Linked DNA regions of Arabidopsis thaliana: region 2 is linked to region 1. Evidence: chromatin contacts called from public targeted proximity ligation data. All regions are on one chromosome and are shown on one strand. The core of a region is the stretch at or near the end of the contact, and the rest is flanking DNA. Distances in the headings are between cores, read along the strand shown.

The links.
Region 2: a contact with region 1 is called in a targeted proximity ligation map of shoot, with 10 read pairs. A contact is called at or near these places in 1 of 26 Hi-C or Micro-C datasets (seedling), 1 of 2 datasets of targeted methods (shoot) and 1 of 3 other capture datasets (root).

What each region holds. Positions count from the first base shown.
Region 1 is chr3:19,465,769-19,472,081 of TAIR10.1, reverse strand. It overlaps AT3G52500 (Eukaryotic aspartyl protease family protein), which reads left to right and starts at 4,627. Exons shown (of 1, transcript NM_115110.3): 1 at 4,627-6,313. The coding sequence starts at 5,029. It overlaps AT3G52510 (F-box associated ubiquitination effector family protein), which reads left to right and starts at 1,269. Exons shown (of 3, transcript NM_001339575.1): 1 at 1,269-1,484; 2 at 1,736-1,779; 3 at 1,856-2,430. The coding sequence starts at 1,459. The coding sequence ends at 2,430.
Region 2 is chr3:19,496,604-19,503,179 of TAIR10.1, reverse strand. AT3G52570 (alpha/beta-Hydrolases superfamily protein) reads right to left here and starts at 2,050. Exons shown (of 5, transcript NM_115117.3): 1 at 1,777-2,050; 2 at 1,459-1,697; 3 at 1,198-1,310; 4 at 726-866; 5 at 153-640. The coding sequence starts at 2,035. The coding sequence ends at 385. It overlaps AT3G52565 (a tRNA gene), which reads right to left and starts at 2,192; the gene lies at 2,113-2,192. It overlaps AT3G52561, which reads left to right and starts at 5,530. Exons shown (of 1, transcript NM_001125352.2): 1 at 5,530-6,146. The coding sequence starts at 5,693. The coding sequence ends at 5,992. It overlaps AT3G52580 (Ribosomal protein S11 family protein), which reads right to left and starts at 27. Exons shown (of 6, transcript NM_115118.5): 1 at 1-27.

The DNA of each region.
Region 1 (6,313 bases), core at 3,378-5,877:
TGTTGACAAAGAAATCAAAAAGGGCTAAAAAAGAAGATCGAGAGGTTCGGGAACAAATCTCTCTATCTAAAAGAAATCATAAGTGACCATAATTTGTACAATGTTCGATTGTTAGAGTTGACGTTAATTTTATTGTCAATTGCATATATGTAAAATATGTCTTAATTTAAAAACTAATTTGTTCGAATATAGTGAAAATCATGTTTTAGTGATATAAAAACAATTTGATTAAAATAATAACCTACGCCTGAACCTCATCAACTATAAAGGCAAGTTAATTTTTTTCAATAAACCAAGTTTGCTTCTAATGCGAATCTAAATTGTTGTGTTATGGACAATGCCGAGAAGGTGTTCTAAGTGGAACAAATTATTAGACAATAAGATTTTTCTCCAAGCTAGTTGTAGAGATTGTTTTACAATAACAACATTAAAATTTTAAAAAAATCTAGATAATCTATGATTCTAACTCTTCTTACCACGGACAGACGATCGCGGATCCATAGAAACTTGTTCATCGTACCAGTTGAAGAAACCCTCTGTAAACAACGAAATCGAAGTGAGAAAAAATACCTCCACATCAAACCCAAATCATCAGCGTTCATTCGCGTGGACCTAAAGTAATGTGGGAATAAGAAAATTTAAGGCGGTTGTCAAAATTATAAAAAATTAAATTGAAAATAGGAGAAATTTTTTAGTTCGACACATCGTTTTTTATTTATTTATTATACTTTTATTTATATTTAAATTCTGAGTCTTCCGAAAGAGTTGATATATTTGTGCTGGCTACATAATTTTTCATTGGTTATTTTTGTGCTATCTTAGTATAATGATAACATCTTCTCAATGCAAAAACTTATAAAGGTTTACTTATATTTTTCCTCTCGCGAGTACTATTTATTTATCTAGACTTACAAACTGATTTTAATGTGTGTGGATAGAGTCTAGTATCACTATTATATCAGCAAAGATAACATAAAATCCGTAGCAAATTTCACAGAGGTCATGCGTTTTATAGATTAAGAGTAGAATTAAGCTTTTGAACCTCCGTAAAATGTATCTTGTTTTAGCTCACAAAAGCTTTATTATAAATCAACCATAGGTCTATAATAGAGTAAAGTCCATCAAGTCTGAAATGAACATTTTTCATCCCTAATAAAGTTTCAACCTTTTTTTTTTTTTTTTTTTTTTTTTAAGTTTCAACTTTGTTCTTGCTAAAAATAAAGAAGCAACTCTGTTCTTATTGACTATATCAAATCATCCCTAAACTCTAGGGATTTACTTCAACGACAAAGTAAGAGTTGCAGTCCTCCATTTTGAACCTTTCTAGAATCTCACAAGCATACTCCAAGAAATAACTCATTTCTCCAGAGTCGGACTTATCGAATTCTATCCTCATGGAAGCCTTAAACTCTTCAACCATGCTTGCTTTAGTCCTTGTCAGGACCAAATCATCAACCTATGATACATGAGCAGTTTACTTCTATGTCAGTCTTGACAAATAGTGTTACTTTTGTTATGATTTAGTGATGATGATTCTTGATGCTATTTACAATGTTAGAGCTTGAGCAATTGAGATAGGTGAATAAGAATTTGTATCTAGGTGATGAAATAGTTGTTTTTGTCTTGTTAGTAGAGTTTTCTTGTAATCTCCATGCCCTTTTGGTGATGATCGTTTATGTTTAGTTACAATGTTAAGATAGGTGATGAAAAGTGAACAATGTTGTCTCTGTGTCAGACTTGGGAGAAGAGTACGAATCTGTAACCTCACCACCAAGCAACGTGTGACTTTGCCCATCATAAGATCAAGTCATTTGGAACTATTTTGGGTATGACTCTGTTAATGATGAATACAAAGTGCTTCGCAAAGTTTGGGAGGTGAGCAAGGAAGATGGGCAGATGAGATCCGAGCATCAAGTGTTGGTACTTGGTCCTGGAGCTTATTGGAGAAGTACTTATAGCAACGCTCCTCCTCCTCCTCATCGTCCTTTCTCACAAGGTATCTCCATCAACGGTATGTTGTACTATGGAGCAGCTTGGGTTGATGCAAATAAATGTGTGCTCGTGAGTTTTGACTTGACTTTTGAAGAATTCAATTTGATTGAGTTACCTGTAGAGGCTGGTATCATTTGGCACTCATATCGTGCTAACCTCGTTAACTACAGAGACAAATTAGATATTTTCGAATACTCTAAACTTGCGGTTGATGCGAGTGTAGACCTAAGGGTTATGGAGGATGTGAAGAAGAAGAAGAAGTGGTCAAAAAAAACTTTGGTCTTGCCACTTGACCAAATGAATGTTGTCCATGGCGATGACTTGGTGCTGCCCGGCACGAGTCGCTGCGTTCAGCTCAGACTGGGAAAGAAACATCTCTTCTTGTATTTCATTTTTAAGTTCTGTATTGTGCTTTCAGAGTTGTCTTTGAACTGTTAGAAGCGCTCTTCTTGAAATGAAAAGTGATTAGAAATCCTCCCCTAAGTTTGAAGAATTCTTAGCAGTTAAGATGGAAAAGTTTAGTATGAGTTCTAATAATGCTTGATGATCAACTTGGCTGTGGGAGCTAATGACACGAATTTCATGATATATTTAGGTTTGAGGGCAATTTAAAACAAAAATGAACTTAGAATCATCCCTAGTCAAAATGACTCATTATTTATTTTAATATTATGAAATTACATATACGAAGGTATAATTTATCATTTTACTTTTAGGCGTTGAGGTGACGTCACCGTGTGATACAAGATTGACCACCGCATGTCCCACCGTGTACCTCGGTTAATTCACGTGCTCCCTAATTTCCACGGACAAACATTAATCGTTCCTCTGAATCTTTTGTTGTTATTATATTTTGTTTTTGTCCCTTTCGTTCGATGCACTTGATATTTTTTCCCCGTGATAGTTCTAAAGTCTTTCTTCCATTTGCAACTTTAAAACTTATCTATTTGATGAATCATTGTTGATGTGAAATTATACCAGTCCAGTATAAGTCTTTCCTACAATTGTTCTAATTAGTATATCACTCACGCTAGGAAAACCCTCAAGATTGCTTTGTTATGAAATAAAAACACATATCCAATAGAAAAGCAATTCGAAATTCATTAAGATCATTTAAGAGTAAAACAACATAACTCCGAAAATAAATTTAAAAAAACAAAAAAAAACGAGTAAGCATATTTGGAAAGTCACTGGATGAGCCTAGTTAACTAGGATCTAAGCTAAGAAATAGTATTAGTTCCCTTCAATCAAATCATATATGTGGGTTACATCACTATTTTATTTGAAGCATTCGTGTCTTGTTTTTAATGTCTAAACATACTCAGCACTCTTATAAAAGTATCATGATTGATGAAAGAGCATATATATGCACTAATTAATGTTAATTTGTAAAGAGATAACTAAAACCATTATCAGTAGTATCTTCTTCCTCTTTCTCCTTTTTCTTATATACAGAGACACCATTGTATTTTCAGTACTACATATATATTTTTAAAATGATTCTTAAAAAAATTAGAGATTCAACAATTCGTAGAAAAATAGTTGCTGGTCCATTGAACGTTGAGATAAGAAGTTTTTAAAAAATAAAACAGTTTTTCAGTTGACTTCGGTGTTGGTACCTGCTCGTTCATTTTTATAAACCTAGTTTAATTGGCTTGACCTGTTTACTCTATTTCTAACACTTCAATAGAAAACTTTTCTCAAATTTTTCTGAAACTATGTTTGTTTTACACTTTTACTGCTGCAGTAGTACAAATATATCGAAGTTGTCTCAAAAATACTTTCTCAAGTTCATAATTGTTAAAACATATTCTCAAGTCTTCTTAGTTAAATATACTTACTGACTTTTATTTATTGTTCATCAATATGTACGCATTAATAAGTCACTTCTTTGAAAGGAAAGCCTTAAAATTATTTGTTTTATGACCTGTTTGCCACTTTTAAAAGTTTAAGGTCATATAGTTTATAAGAGTCAACAAATATACATGTGGTCGATTCCTCACACCTATTGTATTCAACGTGCTTTTTATTTCGTCAATGGATTTATAACGTCGAGATTCATGTTACGATTTATTAATCTCTTTTTTTTGTTAAATACGATTTATTAATCTCTTCAAATTTTTATCAATCTATATGCAAAAAGTTACATGTAAACAAGAAGTCAATTAGAACATGGAGTATATATATGAATCTCATATGATATTCTGGATCTTACTATGAAAAAAAAAAAAAAATATATATATATATATATATATATACAGTTGAAAAATATTGTTAAACCAGTCATTCCCTCATAAGTACATTCAGAGTACATGATTACTTAAAACTGGTGAATAATCTGAAGTATGGAACTTGGACGGGAAAAAACTCCATTCCTCAAAAACACTGACAAAATGTATTCAACTAAAGCAACTTGTAAATCTGGTTAGAGAAGATATGGATTAATAAATATGCATCACATGATTTGTCAATATGGTTAGCCCCTTGAGCGATCATCACATGGCCAATCAATAATCATGCCAATTAATTGAAAAAGATAGGTCTATGGTGATTTCCCACAAATTCTCTTAGTTTTATTTGTTTAGTTGGAATTTTTCAACGACATAAGCATGCTCTTTTTTCAACTTGAATGGCGTAAATAATCCTATAATTAGTATTTGACTATTTGTATAGCAAATATCATTAAACACATATAGTATACCTCCACAAAATCAATACCATTGGCATTTTCTATAGATACAAGAATGTATTGGCTGGCTCTGTATCATCATGTCTACGTAGACAGAGATGTATCATGTCGACTAAACAAAAATTACATTTCCACGTATAAGATTTACTTATAGTAGTAACTAGTAATAAGTTTCCAAGTAAAAACAGACACATTTAACTAAATTATTATTCTAAAACATTTTTATAAAAGGAAGAAGAAAGTCACAGAGATCGAACATGATTCTCCACTTTCCACTTCTTTGTCTTCTTTCTTCTCCTTCTCACTTACTTAACCCATAAGCCATCAATCCCAAACACACCATTACAATGGCTTCTTCTATCTTCTTCTTCTTCCTTATCTTCCTCTCCGTCGTCTCCGCCGTCAAACTACCTCTCTCTCCCTTCTCCCACTCCGACCAATCACCAAAAGACCCTTACCTCTCTCTCCGTCGTCTCGCTGAATCCTCAATCGCTAGAGCTCATAAACTCAAACACGGCACCTCAATAAAACCCGACGAAGATGCTCTCTCCTCCACCACCACCGCATCCGCCACCGTCGTGAAATCTCCTCTCTCTGCTAAAAGCTACGGCGGATACTCAGTCTCTCTCAGCTTCGGCACACCGTCGCAAACAATCCCATTCGTTTTCGATACCGGAAGCAGTCTCGTTTGGCTACCTTGTACCTCAAGATATCTCTGCTCCGGTTGCGATTTCTCCGGTTTGGATCCGACTCTAATCCCTAGATTTATCCCCAAGAACTCTTCCTCTTCGAAGATTATCGGGTGTCAGAGTCCAAAATGTCAGTTTCTATACGGACCCAATGTTCAATGCAGAGGATGTGACCCGAATACCCGAAACTGCACCGTCGGTTGTCCACCGTACATTCTTCAATACGGATTAGGATCAACGGCTGGGGTTTTAATAACCGAAAAGCTTGATTTCCCGGATCTAACCGTACCCGATTTCGTAGTCGGATGTTCAATTATCTCCACCCGACAACCCGCTGGTATCGCTGGGTTTGGGCGAGGACCCGTATCGCTTCCTTCACAAATGAATCTCAAGAGATTCTCTCACTGTTTGGTTTCTCGTCGGTTTGACGATACCAACGTAACCACCGATCTTGATTTAGATACCGGATCGGGTCATAATTCCGGGTCTAAAACTCCGGGTCTCACATACACGCCGTTTCGGAAAAATCCCAATGTCTCCAACAAAGCTTTTCTCGAGTATTATTACCTCAATCTCCGGCGAATCTACGTCGGAAGAAAGCACGTGAAGATTCCGTATAAGTATCTCGCGCCGGGAACTAACGGAGACGGAGGATCCATTGTTGATTCCGGATCTACATTCACTTTCATGGAGCGACCCGTTTTCGAGCTCGTTGCTGAAGAATTCGCTTCACAGATGTCGAACTACACTCGTGAGAAAGACTTGGAGAAGGAAACAGGACTTGGACCGTGTTTTAATATCTCCGGGAAGGGAGATGTGACGGTGCCGGAGCTGATTTTTGAGTTTAAAGGTGGAGCGAAGTTGGAATTGCCGTTATCCAATTACTTCACGTTCGTTGGGAATACTGATACCGTTTGTCTTACGGTGGTTTCGGATAAAACCG
Region 2 (6,576 bases), core at 801-3,300, 34 kb before region 1:
AATTTAATTGAGACCCAATATATATACAGACCCAACATATTACGGCCCATAAAAGTGAGCAAAAGTGCTAGTTTTTGAGCATCTTGGATTTTTAATCGTCTCTAGTCTTCTTACTGGTGTTGTGCCTCGTACTAACGTAGCAGTCATTGTCTTTCAAATCTTGTGTATAAAGTTATGAATGTGATAAGTTTATTGATGTTATTAGATCCTCCTAAACGTTTGTACATTGTTGAAAGGATATGCTAATGCAAAATTAGGAAACACAAACGGGAAAAACCGCGCATCGTCAAAATAGTTGCGATTGGATTTGCTATTTCTGCATATAGATACTGAACAGGAGTGAAATTGTAAGCAAAGACTAATGCCATTTTCGTAGCGCATCGTCTACTCGTGTGGGGAGAAGAAGTTGGGACTCACAATCTCTAGGAGTCCCTTTGGATTGTCTGTGTGTACCCAATGGCCAGAGTTACGAAGAAGATGAGTCGCAACCTTCCCTTCGGCTACATTCTGTCTCTGGTTAGCTATTGTTTCAAGCCGCTTGGTTGTATCGTTGTCCCATCGGTCACTCTTTTCTGCAATCACAAAATTTATCTCTGTCTCTTTTGGCGGGTTCTCTAGCAAAGACCAGTAAGAAGTCTCTCTGCAGTAGGAAAGTAAAAAGTCAAAATCTCGAGGAAGGTTCATAATATAATCATAGTCATTGGTTCTTAGGAAGGGAAATAAACCTGTAAGAGTTGAACATTTGGACAGCTCCGTCAAGGTTAAAGGTCCATGTCTCTGAGTCTCCAGATCTCTTGAGATTGCTGCCAATCCACTCGGATAATGATCTTGAAAACCCAAGTTCGACCATACGATCAACAAGCCACCTAGAATCAGAAAACAATGTTTGAGTGACACCAAGGTTGGATTCTATACTCTGCAAGCTGAAATGAGCCTCATTTATATATGTAACATAATCAGCTAGAAGCGATCATATAAGCATGCTCTTTATTCCCACTTATCTAAATCTTAAAAATGTCCTAGAATCCGCAGTAACAGCTCAATCAGAGAGATGGTATACTTATACACCAACTATACTAACGTTCACTCGAGATTTCATATGCGGGAATCAATTTGGAATTCCTAAGCTAAAACAAAGAGTCCAGAGTGTAGATAATTAGACAAACACCAAGAACCACATAAAGAATGAGACTTTACTTGCGAGAAGGGATTGATGAAGGTAAACTCTGCAAAGTCTTCAGAACTTTCTCTACTTCACCATCACTTTTTTCTGCCTTGACTTCCCCAGGGACAGAGTCTAGTACCCATAGCTGTTCTGCACCAAACAACCTTTGCTATGGTCATCATCATCATTATCAGATTAAAAGATCACAAATATTGCATCTCACAACAACAATGAGCTCTTAAACTTGCATACATGATAAGAATTCACAAGGTGAAGTAACTTTGGTCCAGTACCTGTTTAGGAGGAGAAGCAGATTCACCAAAATCACCACGAGCACAACTCTCCATGAACTGCAACGCCACTTTACCTCCCAAAGAGTGACCAATGACCACATCAGGCCAATTCCAGCCACTTGCTTTAACCAAATCAGCTAAATCCTTAGCTGAATTCACAAGATCATGAGGCGGATTAAGCCCTTCCACTTCCGCAGATCTCCCATGGTTCCTCAGATCAACCAATATCATCTTCCAATCTGAATGTACACACACAAGAAATTTCAATCGATATATCAAATGAAAAGCTCAAGATACTAATCACAGAGAGAAGCGTACCAGAAGCAGAGGAGACGGAGAGAGATGATGCAAGGGAGCGAGAAAACGATCTCCAGTTGCGACCGGAACCGAGGAGGCCATGAAGGATGAGAGCTGTAGATTCAGACTCCCGATCACCGGAGGTTCGGACTTCTTCGTAGGCTAGGGTTTGAAGAGATCTGGAACTCGTGAAACAAGAGGCGAATAGAGTCGGAGATTCAAGGAAACGAATCAAAAAGCGAGATTCAAATCGGTTCGTTATAATTCTCGTTCTCGCCATTGATTCTTCTTCTTTGGTAGCTTCGAATCTCTCCGGCGAAGTAAATAAAACGAAGGAACAAAAGAAAAAAAAGGAATTGACAGCTGTGGGATTTGAACCCACGCCCTTTCGGACCAGAGCCTAAATCTGGCGCCTTAGACCACTCGGCCAAACTGTCAGATGTTTATATGACTCTTTAAGTTTAATTTAGTACTTACAATTCAGATTCAGACTTCAAAATTGTACAATTAAAAATTATTTAAATTGTTAAAATGGTGTATTTATCATTTTTAATTTCAATGGTGTAATTTAGCATGCATACAAGTTGATAGTAATTGATGAACCCACGTAAACATTATTAATCTATGCGAATATTGACCCGAGAAAAAAGACTAATTGAACCATGAAACTATACGAATACATTGCATATATAAATCATCTGAAAAATCATCCAAAAGTCTAGCCCACCAAGATACAAGCTGCAAATTTTTATTAATATTGTGATTTCTAAAGATGTATATTGATTTTATTATAGTTCAATAGTTGACGTTGCATGTCTATTTGTTAATGTAGATGTCATAGCAAAAACAAAGAAACATTATTGTTCCAAAAGTCTAAAACAAATTATTGAATGAAGAATCAAGTTGATGAAGAAGAGATGATCTTGAACAAGCGAGAGCTTTAATTGAAAAACGGATAATGCGGTATGTCACTTATCGTTATGTAATTTATTTAGATTTAATTTTCCGTATAATGAGGAATAAAAAGTCCAAAGAGAGTGTTTGGACAGTGCTACAAGAAAACTTCAAACCAGAACAAGACAATTATAGACATCGATCCTCTTCCATAATCAATGAAAGCAATCTATAGGTTTTTGATGCTTTTATTCATTTGTGCAAAGGGAAGAAGAAACCTTTCACATGATTGATACAAGCTCATGCATATAGAAACGGTTTACGGTTCTGACTACAAAAACCAACCAATCTTGAAATGAATAAGTTTTGGAGAAAGGGCTTGCATTAAACAAGATATACAACTTAATTGGTTTTTATGCTCAAGCGTAGCTTCATCTCACTTGGAATCAAATTCGATCTTCTTAGTATATAACTTAACTCGATTAGTAGCGATTACTTGAAAAATATTAGAGAAACAGATTCCAGAAGTTATCTCCTTCACTCTTCAGATTCGTAATGAATGTGATTAAGATAACAAAAGAAAAGTAAACAAATGGTAGTATCAACTAAAAGCTACCATTAAATTCCATTAAATAGCTTCACATGGGATATAACTGATGCTGAGGTATTAGATTTTATGGAAGGTCAATGGTAGTATTTGACATTTTGTTATATAATTATTTTATTTTCTGCTAAAACAACATATTCCTAGCTTTTTTATATTCTTATAATCTTGTGAAGCAAATTCAAAAATTAAAGAGGCCACTTTCACAAATCATCCCAGTTTAGGCTGTTGTATAATTGCCATTAAAGTTTTGAAACCCTGTTGCATAACTGTCGTTAAATTTTTTAGTCTATAAATCATTTTAAATTTGATTGTCCTCTTAATTGTGAAACATTTAATACACGAGAGATTCCTAAGTTATTAACAGCTATATTATGTCCTCGTGAGGTCTGTATTTTAGTTATTGGCCTCTTGTATTAAATTCTAGTAACTGTTTGTTTCATTTTTTTTAATTTGTTACTCTTTCGTTTGCTATTCAAAGTTCTAAAATTCAAACGTTATCCCTCTAGCTTCTCAAATAATATATATAGGAGATTTTATATAATTATGAAAATTCTACTTCAAATGACGGTTTAAAACGCAAGTTACAAACGTCTGTTTAATTGATCATAATAAACATTTTGAGAGTACTAATCAATAAATCATACTCATATCCAGTTACTTTCCATTGTTCAAATGAAAATCAATGGCTATCTTGATCGTAACAATTTAGAAAAATGAAAGTTATGCAAATATGTGAAACATTAAAAGTACAGTAATAAAGTTTATTGTACCATAACCTTTCGTCCAAATAATTTCCTGTTTTAAAATAAAAAGACAGGAAATTAAAGTCAAGTAATTTAACTACCATCATTAGATTAATCAAAGGAAATGTTTTTTTTAAAAACATTAATGGATATCCTTTTATTCTTCTAAATTATTGCTAAACATTTTGTGATAATTTTTACAATGACTAGTGAATCTGGTAGTTAGAAACATCTTAATGGTTTTCACCTTTGAATATCCAATTTAACTACCAGCAAGCACTACTTACATACATCTATCTACATCTTTCATTCTTTTATATTGTCAAAATTTGTCACCACCAAAAACATTGATTTATATTCAAAATTTGGAAAGTAACTCAAAGTAGTTGAGTTTTGTGGGTACCTTCAGAATGTCCATTTGATTATCAATCAAAAAGAAGTTTTTAGCTGGCGCATGAAACCGTCGTTGGAAACTTTGAAACGGATGCTTCACTGTATAAACGTACTATTATTATTTAATTTTTAATAACGAAAAGTAAATTGTAGATGAATTCTTTTTATTTGATTCATTTTTAGTTAGTGCTAGCCATTATTTCTATCTTTAACTATATTCAAAATTGTTTTTTCATACTATAAACTATTATTAGACCATTTTCTTGAATGAACCATACTTTCTAGACACTATTTCTAAAATGACTATAAATCACACCATGTAGTTCTATATTTGTATTATTGTAGTTTATTGATTTAACATTGAAAATTTAATAAATTATACAATTAAAAAATTAATAGGTTTTAATACGTGTAAAATTATAAAACAAAATTTATAATGAAACAGAGAGAATAGTAAAAACATTTATGAGAAAAATATGTATTGGTGTCACTAAAGTTATTTTAGACATATTTTCATTCAAGAAATCAGTTGAATAATAGTCTTACTGTGACAAACAATTTAATAGATAAAACATTGAGTAGTATTAACTAATAAATGAATCAAACAAACAAAGTCTAATTGATAAAATACGCCATATAAATAAACTATAAGTTTCTTTAAAATATACATTAAATATACAAAACGACAAATTTATGAAACAAAAAAGTGAAGTCATAAGATTAAAACTATTGTGAAATGGATGACAAATTCAGTTTCTTCTTTATTCTTTAAACCCTAAGTTTAAATTCTTTCAAACACAAATCGTAGTATTTGTAAAACTGTTATTTTCTTGAAATATAATTTAACGTTACATTAACAAATCAAATGGATGACATATTACTTAAAATTTAGATTACCAATAAAAAATCATAAATTCTTCTTTTAAATTGTAAGATTTAAGTCTTCCCCTTTACATTTAGCAATAAATAGTTTGCTGCACTGGTTTAAATGCACTAATGCATTGTTTACTGAATTGTCTTTTGTTTCATATATTTGTCTCTACTATACTTTTACTAACTTTCCCACCTCCAATTAAAAAAATTATTACGAAATAAACAAAGTCATATCTCTCTCCACAACATAATTACTTTATTCAACAAATATTAATTCCTAGTCATATTTTAGCTCCTCTTCTTCCTTATATATTACATACATACATTTTCTTTAGAAGTCATTACCATCAACCCATCCCCTAGAAAAACACAGAGAAAAACAAATACAAGAATACAAAAACCCTCTCGACGAAACCGAAGTATCGAAATGAGAAACAAGAATGGTAAAAGAGGTAGCGTTGAGCCCTCGGCGAGGACCGTGGCGTCGGTGGTTGCTAATGGGAGGTTTGAAGGAAGATCACCATCGAGCGACACATCATCATCACAAAACTCGTGCCTGACGAGGACGGAGGAAGTGAAGGAGGAGGTTGCATCGTCGTGGGTTGATGAAGAAGAGGCGCCGGAGATGGTGGTGATGGGATGTCGAAGTTGTATGATGTATGTTATGGTCTTACAAGAACGTCAACGTTGCCCCAAGTGCAAATGCACCGACTTGATCTTCTTTTAGAGAATTTGTTTTAAGTTATTATTCAATTTGGACTTTTGAGTTTGAGATGATGAATTTAATTTTCTTTGTAAAGTCCTCTATATAAATCATATTGTTTAAATTATAATCTCTATTTTAATATGTTAAATTGACAGACAGATCATTTCTGTTTGTGGCCGTCCCTCTTGGTTCATTTTGTTAAGTTGTCCATTTTCATGTTTTAGTACTATGGAAGCCAATGACATGAACGAGGATGGATTTTCATCGGAGTTGAATTCGATTGTTTCAAACGCTAGTTATGGCGTTTGCGTTTATATTTATTTATTTGTATACTCCAGAGAAACATAGTTTTTCAATGTAAATGAAAAACGCCAAAAAAAATAGAAAGTTTATTTTTAAAAATTACAAAATATAAATTTAAACACAAGTAAAAAAATCGACACGTCTCGAATTAGGGTCTTAAGAATCAAATTGGTAGTATGCTAATAATGGTATTGCTTTGGTTTCATCGGCATTCAATCCGATGAAATTTTCAATAATTAAGGTTAAAAGTTGTATCTTCATCAATTAAAACGTTATTTATTCAAAACAATTCACCATCAAAT